Linked DNA regions of Mus musculus: all the other regions are linked to region 1. The links are chromatin contacts, called in public HiChIP or PLAC-seq and promoter capture Hi-C maps. All regions are on one chromosome and are shown on one strand. Each heading gives the region's core, a stretch centred on a gene start, on an enhancer-like site or on the middle of the called end of the contact. The rest is flanking DNA. Distances are from core to core; before and after follow the strand shown. Region 1 holds the start of Otulin (OTU deubiquitinase with linear linkage specificity). Region 2 overlaps Retreg1 (reticulophagy regulator 1). Region 3 holds the start of Retreg1 (reticulophagy regulator 1). Region 4 overlaps Myo10 (myosin X). Region 5 overlaps Retreg1 (reticulophagy regulator 1).

Region 1 (3,640 bases), core at 317-2,816:
TTTGTCTCAAGACAAACGTTCTTTCTTTCTTTCTTTCTTTCTTTCTTTCTTTCTTTCTTTCTCTTGTTTTTGTTTTTGTTTTGTTTTGTTTTGTTTTGTTTTTTTGAGGCAGGGTTTCTCTGTGTAGCCCTGGCTGTCCTGAAACTCACTTTGTAGACCATGCTGGCCTCGAACTCAGAAATTCGCCTGCCTCTGCCTCCCAAGTGGTGGGATTAAAGGCGTGCACCATCTCACCCAGCACAAATGTTCTTTCTATAGTTTATCCTCTTATGTTCCCACCTCCCCGAGTTTATCTTTACAGGTTCTTTACAAAGAACATAGCCCTCCCCTGAAAGAAAGTAAGATAGTTTAGTCTGGAGCCAAGGAAATATGAGGCACAATGGTCCAGGAACACAGATTTGACTTATTCCAAATAGTCTCCATATGCTCCAGCCTAATGGCTTCCTTGCTTTTTTGTTTGTTTGTTTGTTTTTTTAAATAGTAACAGAACAAATCAAACATTAAGTCAAAGGTCTTTCTAAAACGCATCAGGTAGATGGTAGAAATGTTTGTTAAATGTTTGTTATGTGATCTGATGTTATTCTGGCCGTAAGTCTGTAGATCCCAATGATTTACCTAAAAGCTATAATGAGGTTGGCAATAAATGGCTATTAAGGAGAACTGAAGATCGCCCAAGACTGTGCAGCTTACTCCTAATCGGTAATATTCTAGCTCTCCATAATCAAGGACGTTTTAATCACCCAATCAGCCTTGGGGATGTTTAACACTAGTGTGCTCCCCTCACCTCTGAACATCAGTTTAGTCCTATGCTTTAATATTTAACTGCAGGCAAAAATGATCTTTCATAAATGGCCTTATAGAGAGAACACGGAAAAGACGAAGCTCAAGCTTATCAATCTAAACTTGGCTTTTTATGATCTGACTTCCAATCTTACTTTTCGGTTCTGCCCCTGAACCTATCTGCAGGCTTCCGAAATGTCCCTGCCTCGCTATTGCTCCATACTCGGGTTCTGCCTCAAGGCTGGAGCCATGCCTACTAACTCACCCACTCTCCCCGGCTTCTGCGCCTCCACGGTCATACCTTGGAAATCTGTTAATGTCAGCCCTTTACTCTTACTCTTAAATCGATCACATGAAGCAATCTAATTCAAGATGGCACAGAATGTTGTGCTTGCTCAACTACGACCCCACAGCCGAGGTCAAGGCCACGTGGGCTCCAGAGGCCGCGCTGGCACTGAGGAACGGTGCCAGCAGAACTTTTAGGGGACCAAGGATGAAGTTCTGTACCGAGGTAAGTACTACCCGGCATCCTAACTCTCTCAACTCCACACCGCCCAGCCGCGTGTCCTGCCCAGCCTCCAACATCCCCCAACACCACCTACTGAGCCCGGACATGCGCAGTGGGCACACGGCGCGGGCCGCTCCAGGCTCCGCGGCTCAAATCCGCTCTGCGCAGGCGTCCTCCCTCCATTCCCAGCCCCGCCCGTTCCAGGTCCCCTAGCCTCTCGCCACGCCCCCTTGCTGCAGGTCAAAGGTCGCGGGGCGGGCCACAGTGACGCTTACGGAAGCGCTCTGCGGACCTCGCGGGGTGCGGGGCAGCGCAGCCACGGCTCCGGACGGCGGGACGGCAGGGCCCGGCGTGGCCGCGGATGAGTCGGGGAACCATGCCCCAGCCCGGAGCGTGGCCCGGTGCAAGCTGCGCCGAGACGCCGGCGCGCGAGGCCGGGGCCGCGGCGCGGGACGGCGGGAAGGTGACGGCCGGCGCGCAGCCCCGGGCCGCGACGCGATGCCCGGCCGAGCAGTGAGTGAGCGGGGCGGGCGTGGGAGCGGGCGCGGGCGCGGGGCTGCGTGGGTTCCCTCGGTTTCAGGTCGGCTACCCAGACCGAGCAGTAGAGAGTCGGGAGTGTGGACCCTGTCACAGCTCGGTCACCCAGGCCGCCACACTCCCGCTTTGACAACTGTCCAATCCTGAAGTTAGGGAAAGCGCTAGGAATTTGGGAAAGAAATCCAGAGAGGCCCCTTTAATGATCCACTGACTCCCTGTAGCTCTTTTCCCCTAACCTAGCTCGGAGGAAGTGAGTTCGCCCCAGTAACAGCCACAGAATTGTCCTGCGATGTCACCACTTGAAGAGTTTCCCACCTGTTGGACAGACTTTGGCCACAGGCTGGCCCTCTCCGTTTTACCCCGTCAGACCCTGGCTAGGTATTCCTACCACTCTTTGCTTTTACACACACACACACACACACACACACACACAGGCACACAGTTTTAGAGCAGTTCCTTATTGACTGTGAAGAAAAACAGTAAGTTAGAAGCGATTTCACTGTGCAGGGTTTGGAGGTGTCTACTGAGTTCGTGGCACAGTTCTAGATGTCTTTGGACTTAGAAAATCAAAAGCTCCGACAGTCAGTTTTCTTATGATCCAAAAGTTAAAGCATAAGGTGTGTCTAGATGGACCTTTAGAGCTCTTTCAATTTCCTAAGAAGGGGTCTTTTGAAGCCTTGTTAAGGAAGACGGGATATAATAGCAGCTCAGTTGTGAGGTGCTTTGCGGTGGGCTTTGACCGCTTTCGTTTATTGAGCGCCCGAGTGTGATGGTAATTATTCCTGTAATGAGCTAGTGGTAACAGGAAAGGTATAGAGTGGGAAGCCTTAACCTTCTCTAAGAGCTAGGCTGCCAATTAGCGTTAGTGACATTGTCTGTTAGCTTTGGGACTTGGGGAGCTTTTAGCTCTTTATTTGGGTCAGCATTATCTAAGCTTCAGCCATAGTTGCTGTAGTCAATGAATCTAGATAGCCTGGTTTTTTTAAATGAAATGTCCTGATTCTTAAGTAGGGACACTTATTTTTCTTTCTATTGAGCTCCTTTATATTACAGGGCCATGTTTGAGTTGGTCTAGTCTGTGGTTGCCAGGTTGAAACTGTCTAGGTTAGAGATGTCTCTTTCCTCTGCTCTTCCTCTGCTTCCTGACGGCTCTGCCTTTCAGCCTGCTTTCCTAGTCCATTCCTTTCCTGGATGCCCAGCCTTTTAAGCCCTGCACCTCAGTCTTACCCTAGCAGTTTCACATGCCTTGAAAGATACCTGAGCCTTTGAGGCCAGAACCACATTCTCCAACGTACACACAGTTGTTTGGAAGGTTTTCTGGTGTGGTGGTTCTCACGAACACCTTGGGGAACGGACCTCAAAGGGAAGGAGTCTTCACACTGCTGTTAGTCTTAAAGCTGAAACCTGGGTTTGTCATCTCACTCTTGAGGAAACAGGTGCGGATTGTGTTGTTAGGCAGGGAGAAACAGGTAGGAGATTTTAAGACCATGGTTCTTGACACCTCCCCCCCCCCCCCCAACTCCCTACCCCTTACCCCCTTCTTCTTGACCTCCTCAGCAACACTGGACAGAGAGGCATGGCTTATAACCACGCCTATGTTTGTAATTTGAATGTTATTAGCTGTTTCTTTTTTTCCTTACTGCCTGTGTTGGCTTTAATTGACCCATTTTCTCTTGACTCTTCAGGTGTGGAAATGAGGCTAGTGTATAGTGTAACTCACAAGTATTACTGGTTAATACACCACACTGCTAGACCATTTTGCCTTTCTGACTCAGCCTTACATGAGTAGTGGATTGGGCTCTTTCTCTCTGTGGG
Region 2 (4,055 bases), core at 1,248-3,747, 1.7 Mb after region 1:
GAGAAAGTAGCCAAGGAGCTAAAGGGATCTGCAACCCTATAGGTGGAACAACATTATGAACTAACCAGTACCCCGGAGCTCTTGACTCTAGCTGCATATATATCAAAAGATGGCCTAGTCGGCCATCTCTGGAAAGAGAGACCCATTGGACAGGCAAACTTTATATGCCCCAGTACAGGGGAACGCCAGGGCCAAAAAGGGGGAGTGGGTGGGCAGGGGAGTGGGGGTGGGTGGATATGGGGGACTTTTGGTATAGCATTGGAAATGTAAATGAGCTAAATACCTAATAAAAATGGAAAAAAAAAATAAACTGTCTATCTGAAAGCGGGGAGATGTGCTAGCTAGGGTTTGACCAACAACACGAATACCGAAACAAGTGAGTCTTAGTGTCATTTTCAAAAAGTAAGATCTCTTGTGGGCACTTCGCTTCTCATAGTCCACTGAGTCTACAGCAAGTGTGCTTACTGTTACTGTTCCTAACTCCAGAGACTTCAAGTGAGGAGGCATAGCCCTCAACCAGCGAGATGACACATGACCACGTAGTGCCTGAGAACACACCCATGCCCACATGGCACATGTATACACACACACACACACACAGAGAGACAGAGAGACAGAGAGAGAGAGGGAGAGAGACTTCACACATGAAAGTGACATGTTAGAAATAGCTTTTAATCTCAAGCTACTAGAGAAAAATTAATTTGTAAACTAAGGGGGTTGGATAAGAGAGACAAACTTGTTAAATACAAAATGTTTTCATTGCTGTGGACAGGGTAGGATAAACTTGTTGCTGTGTGGCTATAGACTGTCCCAAAGTGCAAAGTCTATTTAAAAGTGAAGACTATTTTTCAAAACAAAACATTTTTAATATTTTCACATATTTTTAACTTGTTAAAGGAGATAATTACCAAAGAGATGGGAAAGAGAGGGACAGGAAAAACCAAGTGTGTGTGTGTGTGTGTGTGTGTGTGTGTGTGTGTGTGCTGTATGTTATGTGTGTTGGGGGAGGGACTAGAATATAAATGAATCTTGAAGGTCCAGTTTGAATTCTTAGTACTGCTAAAACCAAGAAGCAATGTACACAGCAAGGCCATCTACAGACTAAGGCCAATTTCCTTTTCATAAAGCTGTTTTTCAGTTTTATTTCTGCCATTTGTAACAAAATAAAGAACTAACACATTTTAAGCTAAAATAACTGAAAACTATACATTTTAAATTATGAGGCAGACAATTATTAAAAATAATTGTAGAATAAGATTACACAGATTAGCAAGACTTTTTATTTAGGTAACTTTTTTTTTAAGTTGAAAAGAGCCAGGGAGATTGAATAATGATTCAGATAAACAGAGAAACCCATTTCAAGTCCAGAGTGTCATGAGCAGACAACACCTTCCAGGGGACAGGGACTCTTCCGACACTTAGAAACTCAATAACCTCATTTTAGTGATCATGTCTGATTTATTATATTCCAGGTTACTGCCGAGGAAGTTGAAGTCTAGATTCTTTATCTGTGTGGCTCAAGGTCACATGGAACAGGAGTGACCGGCACAGGAAGTACACGGTCCACACTGGAACATACAGATCACTTCAGAGACGAATGGCAGAGGGCATCCATCCCTAACTACGACGAAATGAGTCAAAATAGAGACAGGTAAAGAGCAGCCCTGGTTCTAGGCCAAACTTGGGCCTCTTCTCTCTTTCAAGCACAGTAGCAGTTTCTATGCAGTTCCCAGTAGCCATCCTACAGTCTGGGGCCAGCTGCTCAGACTAAATTATATCCTTCTGTATAATGACGGACGGCCCTGACTGCGGTCTGCTAAGGGCTTCATCGGCAAGCACTGTCTCAGATCATCACTACGTGATCCTTGTTCTCTCAACAAGTCACCACAGCACCCTGCGAGTCAGGACTGGTGTGCCAGTCTCCATTTTACCCCCAGAGAAAATGGGGCTCAGGAGATCTGTTACTGGAAGCCATGCTTTTTCTATTGTCTTCATGCAGAAATTCCACTGTGATGGTTTATGATCCTTGTAATGCTCACTCCCCATTGGATTTTAAATCACATTAAAAATGTTGTGGACTCTCTTCTGAGCTCTCTGAGACAAGCAGAAAGGCCTGGGGACAGAGCTCGCTTGTTCCAGTGCTTGCCTCACACACACTTCTCTGGTAACTTTGTAGATTTTCCATAGTCATGTGTGAATTCGTGATCCAATAATCACATTCAAACATACTTAGAAGATTCCTGGCAGAGCACTATGGGAGACTGTTTCACAGTGTGATTTTATTAGAGATAGGAAGTATACATAAATCGAAGCTAAACAGTATTTTTCAGAAAGTTAGCCATGTCATCGTCCAATGTAACAAGCTTTTAAAAAAAGATTTGTAATAACTTGTCACCTAGCAACTGTGACAAACAGCTGGTGCAGCCCTCACACCTATAAATACGTTTTGGCCTAGAGACCTTTCATTCTCAGCGAGTGACTCAGGGTCTCATGCTCACTGCTGGTGACCATCTGTTGATGCTAATTCCTGTTGAATTTTTCTTAGAAAGGTCAGTCAATATCTGGTTACACACTTTACCATTTCTTAGTGTAACGTGTCGGAATTTTTTCTTAATCCCCTGGAGACTTGCTATGCCCTCTATGAGTGAATATGTGTAGGGAGAGGAACAAAATAAGGACAGGGAAATGTCTCTCTCCACACACAGAATTAGAGCCATGACGAAGCAAATGGGATGTGTCAACTGGAGGATTAAACAAGCAAGCAAGAGATTAAACAATTACAGAGTGCTCAGAGCGGTCTCTCACTTTCTCAGACCAATTAGGCAAGGAGCACCTTCTCCCAGGGACAGGGACAAAGAGGCGCCAGCTCCGTGCCTGTTTTTCTTACCCACAGAAGCTGAGCCCCACCTTCTTTGGGCAACTTAGTGTTCTGTTTAGACCCCTCATACACGAACACGCACACAAACATGTACACTTACACACAATCATGCATGCATGCACACACACCCCTCCCTCCCTCCCTCCCTCCCTCCCTCCCTCCCTCCCTCCCTCCCTCCCTCCCTAGTTTGAAAAGGAACAGGAATTGGCCAGTCCTTGAGACTGTCCTTCCCCCATGTATCTCAAACTAAGCAGTGCCACTTTGGGACAGGGAGACACGATTATCTAATCCACCATCTAGAAGGATGCTTTCTTCTGCTAGCTGGGAGATTCTTTTGACGTGCCTGAGGATAAGACACCAGCCATTTTCAACTTTTCTGCCTTTGTTAGTGTCTAATAACTAGGCTCTATAAGACAAGGTCCCAAGCAAGGAAATGACCTTCCCAAGTATAAGGCAAGCAAGCACTCAATGGAGACATGTGGAAGACTAAGAGGCCCGTCCTTCTTGAATACCAACGCCAAGATTTGATTCAATCACTTCCCTGTCTGTCCCGAAGCAGGAAAAGACTTCCACTCTATCCTCAAAGGGCAGATAAAAATCAGAGTCAAGAACCAGGCTTCACGGAAAGCAACCTGTTATTGTGGAGGGAGTATGCCAACTTCGAATTCTATTTGATCTGTAGTTTCCAGCAAATTACAGTCCAGGATTTATTGCACTTGGGCTCAGAAGTAAATGTCCATTCCCTGGTTTTTGGATCTTAGGTTTAGAGGTATGAAACTGGTGACAATTTTTTTTTAAAAGAATATGTTTCTTAGAATTGAAAAACGATCAATGGACAACATAATTCCTGATTTTGCTCTTTAGAGATTAGACTAATGACACTGGGTCTGAGCCCAAACTGACAGAATTGCCGAGTCATTCCAACTTGTGTCTAATACAAAGGCCAATTAATTAATTAATCATTAATTAATACAAAAGAAAATTAATTGTGATGTATATGATAAAGAAGGATAACATGGGTTCTGGAAAAAAAACTTGATGACTCTCCTGCATTGCACAGGTATCAGCTACTAACCAACACGGTGGACCGTTTGACTGTAGGTCACATTCATGCCTTGAGCCTTTCTTTAAAGAGTGTACTTATTTGTTTCTTTCTGTAGGTAAGCCATCAGTTGAA
Region 3 (4,085 bases), core at 522-3,021, 1.8 Mb after region 1:
ACAGGCACCATCCAAAAAAAAAAAAAAAAAGAAAACAACAACAACTCAGAGAGCTAGCTGCCCCTGTGGCCTCTGGGAGGAAGCTGAGAAGCCGAGATGGGCGTGGGAAAGAGATTTTCAAAGGGAGAAGATTTTCAAAGTGTTTACATTTTTGTACCTTCAAGCTTCAGAACTGTGGTGTTTTTAAGTAAATAAAACTTTAAAACCTAAAACAGGCTGCTTATTAGTAAATCATTGAGACCCAGCCCTAAGACTTGGTGTCCTGCCCAGCCTAGCTCACTATGATATAACCTCTTCATTTAATGGCTACGGTAACTTTACAACAGGATAGAGACCTGGGTTAAACTCCAGAAACAGCAAGACTGAGAGACCCAAAGCTAATTAACATCCACAGACAGCAACAAGACACAGCTCGTTTTCAGAGTAAACCAAGACCAGCGGGGAGCTGAAGAAAATCCTTCACGTTGCTCAAGTTATTAATCTTGAAGAAAAAAATAACAGGCTACGTCTCTTTTTATGCATTTATTTATTTCCCAACTTTGGGGTTAAGAAACCTACGTCCTGTAAATAGGTACTTGTTAGGGAAACTGCTTATTCGGAACTTCGAGGGCCCTGTTTGTTATGAAGGCACTTAGCAAACAAAGGTTTTTTTTCCCCCTTGATGAACTAGTACCAGACGATACGGCTCATGGTTCCGTGATGGAGCCAGACGCTGCCTGATGCTTACCTAGGCAGAACACTTTCTGGTGAGGCAAACCTGTTGATTGGGGGCTACTCAAAGAAAATCCCTCCCCTATTCCCTCTGGAGTTTCTCTGAAATTACTACCCACCCACCCCCCACCTCCACCTCCACCCCACCCCCACAGCTGTGCAGTCTTGGGGCGGGGCGCTGTACCTAATCCACCTGTTTGTTTACCTCCTGCTTTCTCATCTGGGATCTAAGACAGTAAACCCTACCCTCCAGGGGAAAGAAAAACAAATCATTCACTGCCCATCTCTGGTGGCCCACGAAGGCAGCAGCATATAGAATGTACCTAAGGTGGCCCAGATATGCCTCCGCGGGTGCAAAAAATTAATTCAAGCCCTCGGGCCTCTGAACCCCCCATACTTGAAAGTACAGGTCAAGACCTGAGAGTTAACAATACCAGGGCCGAAGTTTTCAAGAGCTCTGGACCATCCCTAGATACAGGAGCTCACGTGGGTCAGCTGACCATCATCACCTCCCCTTGGAGACTGGACACCCGCAGCAAGGGTGACAGCCACTCACAGGGAAGTGCGTCTAGAGGAAAGTTGAAATGGGTGACTACCTGTTTCAGACAGGTGACCAAGCAAGTGGGACCAGGCTTCACTTCCACCGCAGAGGCCCCCGCAACCCCCCCAGCCAGGCCACATCCGGCCATGGGCGCCCCAAGGTGACCTGCCCTCTGGGGCGCCCCCACCCAGCCCGAGCGCTCACCAGAACAGCAGGTTGGCACCCAGGAAGGTGAGCAGGCTGCGCAGCGGCCTCTTCCAGCTCAGGAGCTCGTCTGCGCGCCAGCCCAGCCACAGCACGGGTTCCCCGAGCAGCCAGGTCAGGGCGGCGGCCACCCTCCCGGCGGCCTCCTCCACCTGCGGCCCCGCGCCCTCTGGCCCTGCTTCCTCTCCGGGAACTCCAGGCCGCGGCGGCTGCTCCTCGGTAGCCGGGCATCCTTGTGTGGCGTGCTCCTCGGGCGCCGGGCTCGCCATCTTCAGCGGTGTTTTGCTGGCGGGGACGGGGATGGGGACGGGGACAGGGAGGGAGGCGGGCGGGCGGGTGGGCGGGCACGCGCGCGCGCGCGCCTGGCGGTGAGCGTCGGGAGAGCAGCGGAGACAACGGGGGACCGGTCGGGGCGCAGGGTGCGCACCGCGGGGTGCTGGCGGCTGGGTGCCTTGTGACGTCAGGCCTGGCCGCGCCGGGAAAGAGGGTGCGGTCAAGTTCGTGTAGGGGCGGGGCCGCCCTGGGTCTGGCTGCACATCCTGGGCTCGGATCCGTGGGTGCTAGCTGGGCGGCGTCCCTGGAGAGCCTGGGACCAACGAAAATACTTCCTCTTTCCTTCCAGTTGAGGGGGCCAGGTAGAGGACTCGCCCCCAAGGGAAGTCTGGGCTTTGGATTTTAAAAGGGGGAAGGTGGTGCATTCTCACTTTCTCCAGCCAGAGCAGACAAGTCGTCCATCCTTTAGTATTGAAGAAAATAGCTGGGTGCCCCTGGCCATGTATTTTAGCACTTAGGACTCAGCCCTTGTCCAGGTCCCTTGCAGGAACACCCTGCCTAACTGTGTCAGATAGAAACGCTGACTTGGGAAAGGAAGAAAAGCACACTTGGAGTCAAGGAAGAACCGGTTTGGCCCTCTGATTTCAAGAGTGAGGACCCGCCAGACCACAGGGCACACGCTGGTGAAAGTCGCTTCCAGTTAAGTGAGTTGTTCTTTGCAGAATGTCATTGAGCTGATCAGGAAGCAGAGAAGGCAGAGGGTGGCCTGTGGCCTGCCTCTGCTAGTGTGCCAAGTTTTAGAGGTGTTTCAGTAGATCCGATGTGCCTGTCACAGGGCGGCCTCAGAGGTCGAAGAATACCGGAGCTCCCCATGTGGTTCTCCTGGTTGTGGGAAAAACTAAAGGACTGCTGTGCATGTCCAGTCTCTGTTCGTTTCTCTAGAATGAAATCCCCTCCTGCAATCATGAGAGTCGATGCATCAGGGGTACCTGGTATCCTCTGGGCATACTCTGTATCCAGCCTGCATTCACGGGATGAATTTGGTGCGTTCTCAAAGCAAAGAGAGACCACCGCCCCTGGGTTAAAGTTTGTAATGCTAATCTAGAGGGCCTCTGTGTCTATGAATGTAAACATTTATTTACACATTACAGGCTAGACGTGGACAGTTATCTAAATGAATGTTGTATTTGAAGGAATCACAAGTCTAGGGTTCACACAAAAGTTGGTTGACCACCCACTGTGTGCCTGGTACACTGCTGGGTCCTGTGGATGTGACTTCTACCTGCAAGAGACTCACAGTCCAAAAGGTATCACTTACAATTGATAAACGCTGTGATGGAAATCCTCAGTGCCAAGAGATTTCTCCTTTAAACTGCATCCAAAAATCAGGTTTCAGAAGGGTTTGGGATGTAGCTCTTGACTTGTTAAAGCTCAGAGACTCACGGTGGGCGTGGCCAGAGGGAGCAGGGCTCTCTGTTGGGAGTTCTGCTTGGGAAAAGGTCACATGAGTTGCAGGTATAGATCAGTCATTGTTTTCTTCAAGGACATTGTTACTCTGCAATGACAACTTGCCATCCGGGTGACAGCTCCATGCAGAGAGGTTCTGGAAGCAAGGAAAAGGCAGTATGGGAACAATTCAGTCATCCTTCCCACCCAAAGAACTTTGTCCAATGTGGGACCTTCTTGGCCTTGGTGGAGGAGCTTGGGGTGGATAAAGATGCTTTTTGATGTGATTTGGGCTTTGTTTAGTACTTGACAGGGACATGAGCTGAGGACGCAGGGCGGTGGGATTGTAGAACTGGTGTCCCTGTGGTCCAAACCCAGGACTGATAAACTTTCAGGAACAAGTTTACAAGATTCTTCGAGTTCCTCCTCCCCCTGAATTCTAATTATCTGTTGTCTGGATCTGTGGATGCAGTAAAAGCTGCTGGCAAGGGAGTCACCAAAAAGCTACCCTCTGGCTGCTATGGGTGATTTCCATCTTCATTGTCTCCCTTTAATGATGAATCTTTCCAGAATAGCTCTGATTTCTGAAGGGTTTTCTTCTCCGTCCCCCGCCCCCCACCAAAATACTATAGAGAAAAGGCTGCTCAGACAAAGGCTGGATTAATCCCTCTATCCCTATGTCCTCCTTTACTTCTGACCTCTAATAATTACTGAAAACTTGTGGAATGCAAGGAGACACTGGTGGAGACACATAAATTGGTATTACTGAGTAGTTACTTTGTGATGCCCACGTAATTTATTCAGCCCTGAGCACAGAAAACTAATGTTGGATGGAAGCTGTAAAGTAATTCTTGTTCCCTGCTTGCAGCAACTTGGATGTGGCGCATGGCTTTAATCTCAGCACTTGGGA
Region 4 (3,493 bases), core at 457-2,956, 1.8 Mb after region 1:
AACCTCTACTCATGCCATGCAGACTGTATCCCAGCCTCCCTTTTAAGCTTAAATTCCTCCCCCGCAAAGCACCCACCTACCCCCACGTTTCCACTTGGATTTCTCCTAGCAAAGCACGGCCTGCCGCTTCCAAGCCAAATTCCTCCCCTTCATGGGTGTCATCCAACCCTGGAGTGGCTTTTACTCCTATGGTCTCTTGGCAGTGATACTTTTTTTAAATTCACTTTACATCCTGATTGCTGTCCCCCTCCCAGTCCCCCCTCTACTCCCCCTCCCCTTCTCCTCTGAGAGAGTGGAGGTGCCCTGCCTGAGTATCCCCTGACTCTGGCACATCAAGTGTCTTGGCAGTGGTGTTCAAACCGAGTGCTCATTCCACAGTGAGTGGTTAGCTTTTCCTTGCTGGTAAGTCTGCTACCGCACCTAATCCTACAGACTTTAGCAGTTTATTTATTTGCTGCAGTAATGGGCTTCTCTCTCTTGTCTCTGACAAAGGAAAAGAATCTGTCTCTTGGAGTTCCTTTTACCTGTTCAAACATAAACGCAAACTCCACGCTGTCTTTTGGCATGCTGTCGGTGTCCAGGAAGCAATAAAGTTTGAAGTAGAATTTCCATGGCGCGTCCCCGGCTTCTGACGTGGCAGCTAGCCTACAGGCAGAAGCCACAAAAGTCTCAGAGCAAAACCAGAAATGGGCCATGGTAACCCACAGAGGGCTGATTTCACACAGCGTACTCTGAAGATGAAGCTGTCCTACCATATGATGGGACAAAGAGGTGACACAAGGGGTCGTCACACAAACAAAATAGCAAGGCAGTCCTTGTCAGATCTCCTGGGTAGTTTAACCAGAGGGAAAGTGCATTGTTCCAGCCAGGTTCCACTTTAGGGTAGATAATAAAGAGAAAGCTTTCAAGCAAAGAGGGCCAACAGGTGGCAGAGAGGAAAAGGTAAATAGATTAACAAGGGTAAAATATAAACTAACGCAAACACACGTGTTCTCCAGGCGTTTTGAAGGGGAGGAACTTACTTTTCAAACTTTGCCAGGACGTCAGCTACGATGGTCCGGCTTTCGATGGCCTTGTCCACCTGTCCGTTGTACTCAAACAAGGCAAACATGTTCCTGCTGTCCTCCATGGCGAGCCCTCGGATCAGCTTCTCCACCACCTGGAAGACACATCAGGGGCTCTCAGCTCAGACGCTGCTGCCGCCATGCGCTTTACATGCATACGACGTCATCTGTCGGAGGGAGAGGCTGGTGTGGCAGGGTCCACACAGCCCTCTGAGACTGCTGCCCCGGAGCCTGAGCATGTACTGGCTTGCTCTTACTGTCTTGATAAATTCAGCTTTGACTTTCTTCTTCCCTCCCCTCCCCGGGGCGTGGGGGGAGGGGCAGGGGAGAGGAGGACCACTAACTTACGGTTTTCTTTTTTTGCAAAGCCTCAGTAGTTGGAAAAATAAATGAAACCCCTAAGTCCCATCTTTTATCCGATATATTGATAAGCCTTGAGAAACAGTGGCGATTTCTAATGATGAGTCACTTCAAAAGGCTCCTAAGGCTTAATTAGCAACGCCACCATCATTCCAAGCTTTTGTTGGGCTTGATTTAAGAGGTCAGGGGAAAATGTGCTCTTCTGATGTGGTATTCTCCACATTCTCATGGCAGGCACAGAGAGACACCTGGTGGCCGAAGAGACTCGACACACCCTTCTCACAGGGTTTCCCCATTGCAGATCTAGACACGTTCAAGATGGGGGAGATTACGTCTGAGGGACACTGGCTTAGGTGGAGCTTTGCATTTGCACGTAACTCAACTTTTACCTCTACTGTGTGTGTGTGTGTGTGTGTGTGTGCGTGCGCTTGGCTGCTGGCTGTACTGACTTCCTTGCTTGTTGAGCGGATACACTGAGCATAAACACACATTCAGGTACCACAGGCGTATGGGCCAGTGTGCAACAAGCACAAGGCGATTGACTGTCGGCATTCCCTACCTCCCCGGCTGTGGTGTGGGAGTTGATGGTGATCTTGCAGGAGCCTCCGCCATGGCAATACACTGTGGACGTCATTTCCTGCCGGTGGATCAGAGCTTCGATTTCATCTCGGGAAGGCACAAACTCTCTGCATTTGGTTTTCTTAAGGGATTCGTAGATAAAGAGGGCGTACTTCTCCATCTCGGTTCCTGGGAACTGTTCCCGTATCCTGGGAGACAAAGGTGACTGTGAACTGGAGATAGACACAGGCTGGCCAGAGGGAGCTGGGATGTGGGGAGGGTTCAGCAGCAGAGGCTGGGAGGCTGCCCCCTTGTGGTGACAGGAGTGAATGGCAGTGTCTTTCTGGTTAGGTCCAGCTTTAGTTCAGACATGGAAAAAGTAAAGAACCTACGTTGCGGGTAGTCCGCTGCCAGTTTTTTTTTTTTTTTATGTGGCACCGCTAATAACCAAAATTATAATGCCTTGGGCCATGGCCTTGAATTCAAAAAGATCTGCCTGCATCTGCCTCCTGCTGGGATTAAATGTGTGCACGCCATGCCTACACCTGGCCTTTCTTTGTTAATGTAGGGGTTCACGATGTACTCTATCTAGGCTGGCCTTGAACTCTCGTTCCTCCTGCCTCAGTGAGGAGATTACCAAAACAAGACACCGTGTCCAGCTTTAAATGTTGTTTGCCACAGTTGAGCAAAATGAGACTTGTTAGCTGCCTTTGCCACACACAGAACAATGAGATTAGACAGACTACTCAGAGATTCACCTACGTAGCCATTTTTTTACCTAAAAGTATTCCATAACCTCACGCTGTCAACCTCAGAATAAAATCTGATAAGAACTAAGTCAGTTCACACACACACACACACACACACACACACACACACAATCAAAGTTGGGGTTTTCTATAGAGAGAGTAATTAAATGTACCCAGCATGAATACATTAGTGGCTTGATTCTTCATTCGGCTTAAAGGGCAAGAGGACATCTAAGTCATACACACTTGCTTGAGGGGCCCTGTGGGTCGGGCTGGAGAGCCCTGTCGCAGCGTTTGATGTCGCAATGGTGGATTATACCTCTGTAAGCTCTGCCCAGCTTCTTTCAAAAGTGCCCCCTGGCCTAGTGCTCTACCTTTTCAGGTGGAACTTGAGGTATTTGAGGATCCCGCGGCTCGGCAGGAAGGTGCAGCTGAGGCAGGTCAGGATCTGCCAGCTGTAAAGGTTGCCCACGCTGCCGGGATGGGGCACCTTGTTGGTCTGTTTGATGAGCTGACAATACAGTTCATCCCGCAGAGGCCGCAGGTCGTGCCCGGTCTGCAGGATGCCCTGGATGATAGGGATGGGGTCGGACATGGACTCCAGTTGTTGGAGAGAATTGAATATCTTGATGGCTTCGTCCTGAAGGGTCGTGTAGCCTTTGTCTTTCAGCACTAGGGAAAGAAAGCCAACCGAAATCACTGGAGGGGCTGGAAGAAGTTATGACAGGCGCAGGAGACTAAAGGAAGGGATGGGGGTGGGGA
Region 5 (3,669 bases), core at 1,120-3,619, 1.7 Mb after region 1:
TGATGAGTGGGAAAGGAAGAGTTTCCTTTACAGGACCCTCACTGCTTCTCCACCAATGATATGAAAGGCTGCTATTTATGTATGGCTTTCATTGGCTGCTGATAAGCCAACTATCTCAGTAGAGCAGTGCTCACCTCAAGTTCTCACCAACAGGACAACTTGAAAGGACCCCATATGCCATTTTGTTCTAAGAACAAAAACCCCTTTGTCTCAGCCACTGGGGTGTTGCAGGAACAGAATAACTGGCAATGAGTATCTCATTCAGGATATCTATTGCTGTGATCACACACCATGACCAAAAGCAACTTGGGGAAAAAAAGGATTATCAGGCCTACACTTCCACATTGTAGCCCATCCCTGAGGGGAGCTAGGACAGGGACTCAAACCTGGAGGCAGGAGTTGATGCAGAGGCCATGGAGGGATGCTGCTTACTGACTTACCATGGCTTGCTCAGTCTGCCTTCTTATAGAACCCAGGACAGTCAGCCCAGGGATGGCACCACTTACACAATGGGCCCTCCCACATCAATCAACAATTAAGAAAATTAAGGTTTGCCTACAGCCTTATCAACAACATTTCTCAGATGACTTTAGTTTGTGTCAAGGTGACATACATCTAGCCAGGACACTGGGTAATTCATAAAGTAAGAAGTTTGATTTCCTATATTTCAGGAGGCTGGTAAGTTTAAGGTCAAGGCACCCACATCTGACAAGTGTCTGCTGACTGTCTTAGCCTGCAGTGAAAGTCAGAAAAGCAAGAGGATGTATCCGAGAGAAGGGGGTGAGACTCCCCTCTTCACCAGGATGCCACTGCCACAGCAATGAGGTAAACCACTCATAAAGCAGAACCCACATAGTCACCCCTAAGGGTCTCCTTCCCCAAGTCACCAACACAGTTCAAATCACAGTGCCCCTCAATGGGCCATGAGCTAGAAAACCAGAGTTAAACAGCCCCCAAATGTCAATCTTGATAAACTGAGCCCAGTACACATTACTAGGGCTGTTCATGACTCCCTGACCACATGCCAGCATCTTGAAACAATGGGCTCCAAGATGCACCATCCACCCCTGGGAGTACACACCAACCTGCTACTGTGGGCTAGGTTGAATCATGTTGGTTATGACAGAACAGCCATAGGACAGCACAGAGATGGGTATATACCCTGTCATGAGCCCTACCAGCTTCCTACACATTCAAAAGAAGTCGAACCAAAAAGCTAACACTGGTCCATCACCATCAGCTAAACTCCAGAATCTGTTTCTCAGTAGCTTTCTCACTAACTCCCCCCACACCCCGGACCCCATTCAGGGCAGCACACTGCAGTCAAGTATTAAATCCACAGACACTCAGAGATGATGAGAATTGCTGGGGTCTCTCCTGTGTTTTCATGAGGTCCACTAAGTTCTGGTGGGTCCTGTAGGTAGCTTCCTGTTTGGGTTTGTCTCCTGTTTTTCTCAGCATTAGACTGAGAGTCAGCAAGAAAACCTTGAAGCTGGCTGCATCAGCTCACACAGTGTTCAAAGGGCCCACATGACTGACCACTGGTCATGTCGAATGGATCACTTGGCAGAGGCAGTGTTTTCAGATAGGCACACTGTCAAGCCGCCATCTTTTCTCTCCCTACTTAATCCAATCTGCACTCAAAGAATTAATGGTGAGGCCCAAGGGACCAAAGTCTTAAGGCCTATGCAACGGAGTGTGGGCATGTAGGAGGGGCTCTTTTCTCCTCCATTGCTCCAACCTATGAACCCGGGTTCCGGTCTTCTGCTCTCTGCATTATTTAATGCCAGAGTTCCAGGCACAAAGTTGATTTTGTCCCTGACTGAACGTTGATTCTCTAACCCCTCACATGAGCTAAAGGCCATCTCTGTGGTTGTCACACTTGCCCACTTGACACTGCCCTCATGACAAGTGAGACCCTGAGTTCCTTCCAAAGTGACTCCATCTCCTTCTTACCCGGTGTCAACACCAGCCAGGAGACAACCTCAGAAGCCAGCAGCTAGGGGACAGGGACACAAATGGGCAGTAAGTGTCTGCAGTCCACACATATATCCATCCCTATGAATGCACATGATAGAGGATGCTGTACAGGCTCACGCATTTTTGGGGTATGAGCTGTGTCCACGGAATGGGCCCTGTGAACTCTTTCCAGTGTGCTCTCATGAAGCCAAGAGTAACAAGCTGTCATTTTCCCCCCAACTTTGACAAAATCTCCAAAAACTTCAATACACCAAGCCCGGATTTCCTCGCCAGGTGGGTCATCCGTCCCGACCTTCCATGTTTGTCTTCTCTGGAGACGATTAGATGAAGCCGTGGCTTAAAAATAAAACAAAACTTGGCCTCACTGCATGCGCCTACTTTTAGCACCAAACCATGGCAAGCTCCCACACAGCTCCCGGGAGTTTTCACAGCAGATTCCCACCGGTAGCTCTGCCTTCAGCCTTATCCACAGCCAACACAAATATTTTCTCTTCAACTCGAGTTCATGTTTTCTGCTTGGTTTTTTGTTTGTTTGGTTGGTTTTGGTTTTTTTGTTTTGTTTTGTTTTTTGTTTCATGAGACAAAAATCACAAGCCATACTAAAAATGTCAAAGTACAGTGGCCCTGCTCGGACTCCTCCTAAGCTGGCTTCTCTGGCCAGGAAGGCAGTTAAAATATAAGGATCAACTCAGTCCTAAATATAAGTTGAGAGCAAAGGAACGCCGAGTGTCAGAAGCTTTACGAGAGGTCAGAGAACAGCACGAGCCCCGTCATGTGCAAGCAAGGACATCGTGTTTACGCTGCTCCGAAGGGCAATGGCTGTCCCTTCTCCCCATGGCTGAGCACCTGGCCTCGTGTGAGAAAACAGACAGGAAGTTCCTGTCAACAGCGACAAAGCAGCCTTTTCTGAGTTCTGTGTGGTGACAGAGAGTGACCACCAGCCCCATAGCTACAGAGGAAGGCTACTCTCAAGCCAGTCTGCTCAAGACTGAGGCTGGAAAAGACAAAGTCGCTCCTGGACTCCCCCCATGAGCATGACAACTGTCAGGGTAAGACTTGGGCACAGAGAAGTGAATCCTGGGTTCCAAAGAGCATTAGCTAAATTTCTCAGGGAAATGCAACAACAGGATGGACACATACACAGACTGACTTAAGGAAAAAACAAACCAAAACCAAAAACAACAACAACAAAAACACCGTTCCTGTACTCAGGAGAGAGAGGGTTGGCAAGGCTTTCAAACACTGTAGTTATGAAGTAGGAGTTGCTATATTCACAGTTCACTGCTGAGCTTATTATATCTAAAAAGTCCTTTACAAGGGCATCATAATGGGTGTCTGATCAAACAGATACGCACTGTAGCCTAGATGAATTCACACCTTTTTATTTTTATTCTATGTATTTTGCTTACGCTGTTTGTGAACCACTCTCGTGCAATGCCTGCAGAGGCCAGAAGAGGGCGTCAGACCCAATGGAGCAGAACTATAGATGGCTGGGAGCTACCACGTGGGTTCTGGGAATTGAACCCAGGTCCTTGATAAGAAGCAGCAAGTGCTCTTAAATGCAAAGCCATCCCTCCAATCTCCTTAAATGTACACAAATTTAAACACTGCACTGGGGGAATCTCCCAGTGTTTATAGGGGGCAGATTACTGTGCTTGTCAAATGGACCAAGAAGATTATAGGCAAGCA

What was found. Promoter capture Hi-C pulls out the DNA fragments that hold promoters and counts their contacts. HiChIP or PLAC-seq counts read pairs in DNA pulled down with a chosen protein or histone mark.
Region 2: a contact with region 1 is called in a promoter capture Hi-C map of liver, with 8 times the contacts expected there. The contact joins the enhancer-like site here to the promoter of Otulin in region 1. A contact is called at or near these places in 4 of 39 promoter capture datasets (hippocampal neurons, liver and pre-B cells) and 2 of 115 datasets of contacts at active chromatin or transcription factors (extraembryonic endoderm stem cells and hepatocytes).
Region 3: a contact with region 1 is called in a promoter capture Hi-C map of pre-B cells. The contact joins the promoter of Retreg1 here to the promoter of Otulin in region 1. A contact is called at or near these places in 4 of 39 promoter capture datasets (the C10 cell line, hippocampal neurons, liver and 1 more).
Region 4: a contact with region 1 is called in an H3K27ac HiChIP or PLAC-seq map of embryonic stem cells, with 8 times the contacts expected there. The contact joins the enhancer-like site here to the promoter of Otulin in region 1. A contact is called at or near these places in 6 of 39 promoter capture datasets (the 3T3-L1 cell line, hippocampal neurons, liver and 2 more) and 1 of 115 datasets of contacts at active chromatin or transcription factors (embryonic stem cells).
Region 5: a contact with region 1 is called in a promoter capture Hi-C map of liver, with 6 times the contacts expected there. The contact joins the enhancer-like site here to the promoter of Otulin in region 1. A contact is called at or near these places in 5 of 39 promoter capture datasets (the 3T3-L1 cell line, hippocampal neurons, liver and 1 more), 1 of 484 Hi-C or Micro-C datasets (liver) and 2 of 115 datasets of contacts at active chromatin or transcription factors (extraembryonic endoderm stem cells and hepatocytes).

Annotation. Positions count from the first base shown.
Region 1 is chr15:27,628,619-27,632,258 of GRCm38.p6, reverse strand. It overlaps Otulin (OTU deubiquitinase with linear linkage specificity), which reads left to right and starts at 1,566. Exons shown (of 7, transcript NM_001013792.2): 1 at 1,566-1,801. The coding sequence starts at 1,650.
Region 2 is chr15:25,955,408-25,959,462 of GRCm38.p6, reverse strand. All of the region lies in intron 3 of Retreg1 (reticulophagy regulator 1), which reads right to left. Among named protein-coding and RNA genes, the nearest start is that of Mir7212, 9.2 kb to the right of the region's middle. Within about 2 kb of position 2,497, at least 65 of the 459 cell types and tissues checked have an H3K27ac peak or open chromatin away from gene starts, as enhancers often do. A contact at or near this core is called in liver, where this site is marked.
Region 3 is chr15:25,840,984-25,845,068 of GRCm38.p6, reverse strand. Retreg1 (reticulophagy regulator 1) reads right to left here and starts at 1,771. Exons shown (of 9, transcript NM_001034851.2): 1 at 1,457-1,771. The coding sequence starts at 1,725.
Region 4 is chr15:25,804,209-25,807,701 of GRCm38.p6, reverse strand. Myo10 (myosin X) reads right to left here. Exons shown (of 41, transcript NM_019472.2): 35 at 3,106-3,403; 36 at 1,984-2,191; 37 at 1,023-1,159; 38 at 525-645. Among named protein-coding and RNA genes, the nearest start is that of Retreg1, 37 kb to the left of the region's middle. Within about 2 kb of position 1,706, at least 32 of the 459 cell types and tissues checked have an H3K27ac peak or open chromatin away from gene starts, as enhancers often do. A contact at or near this core is called in embryonic stem cells, where this site is marked.
Region 5 is chr15:25,928,806-25,932,474 of GRCm38.p6, reverse strand. All of the region lies in intron 3 of Retreg1 (reticulophagy regulator 1), which reads right to left. Among named protein-coding and RNA genes, the nearest start is that of Mir7212, 18 kb to the left of the region's middle. Within about 2 kb of position 2,369, at least 19 of the 459 cell types and tissues checked have an H3K27ac peak or open chromatin away from gene starts, as enhancers often do. A contact at or near this core is called in hepatocytes, hippocampal neurons and liver, where this site is marked.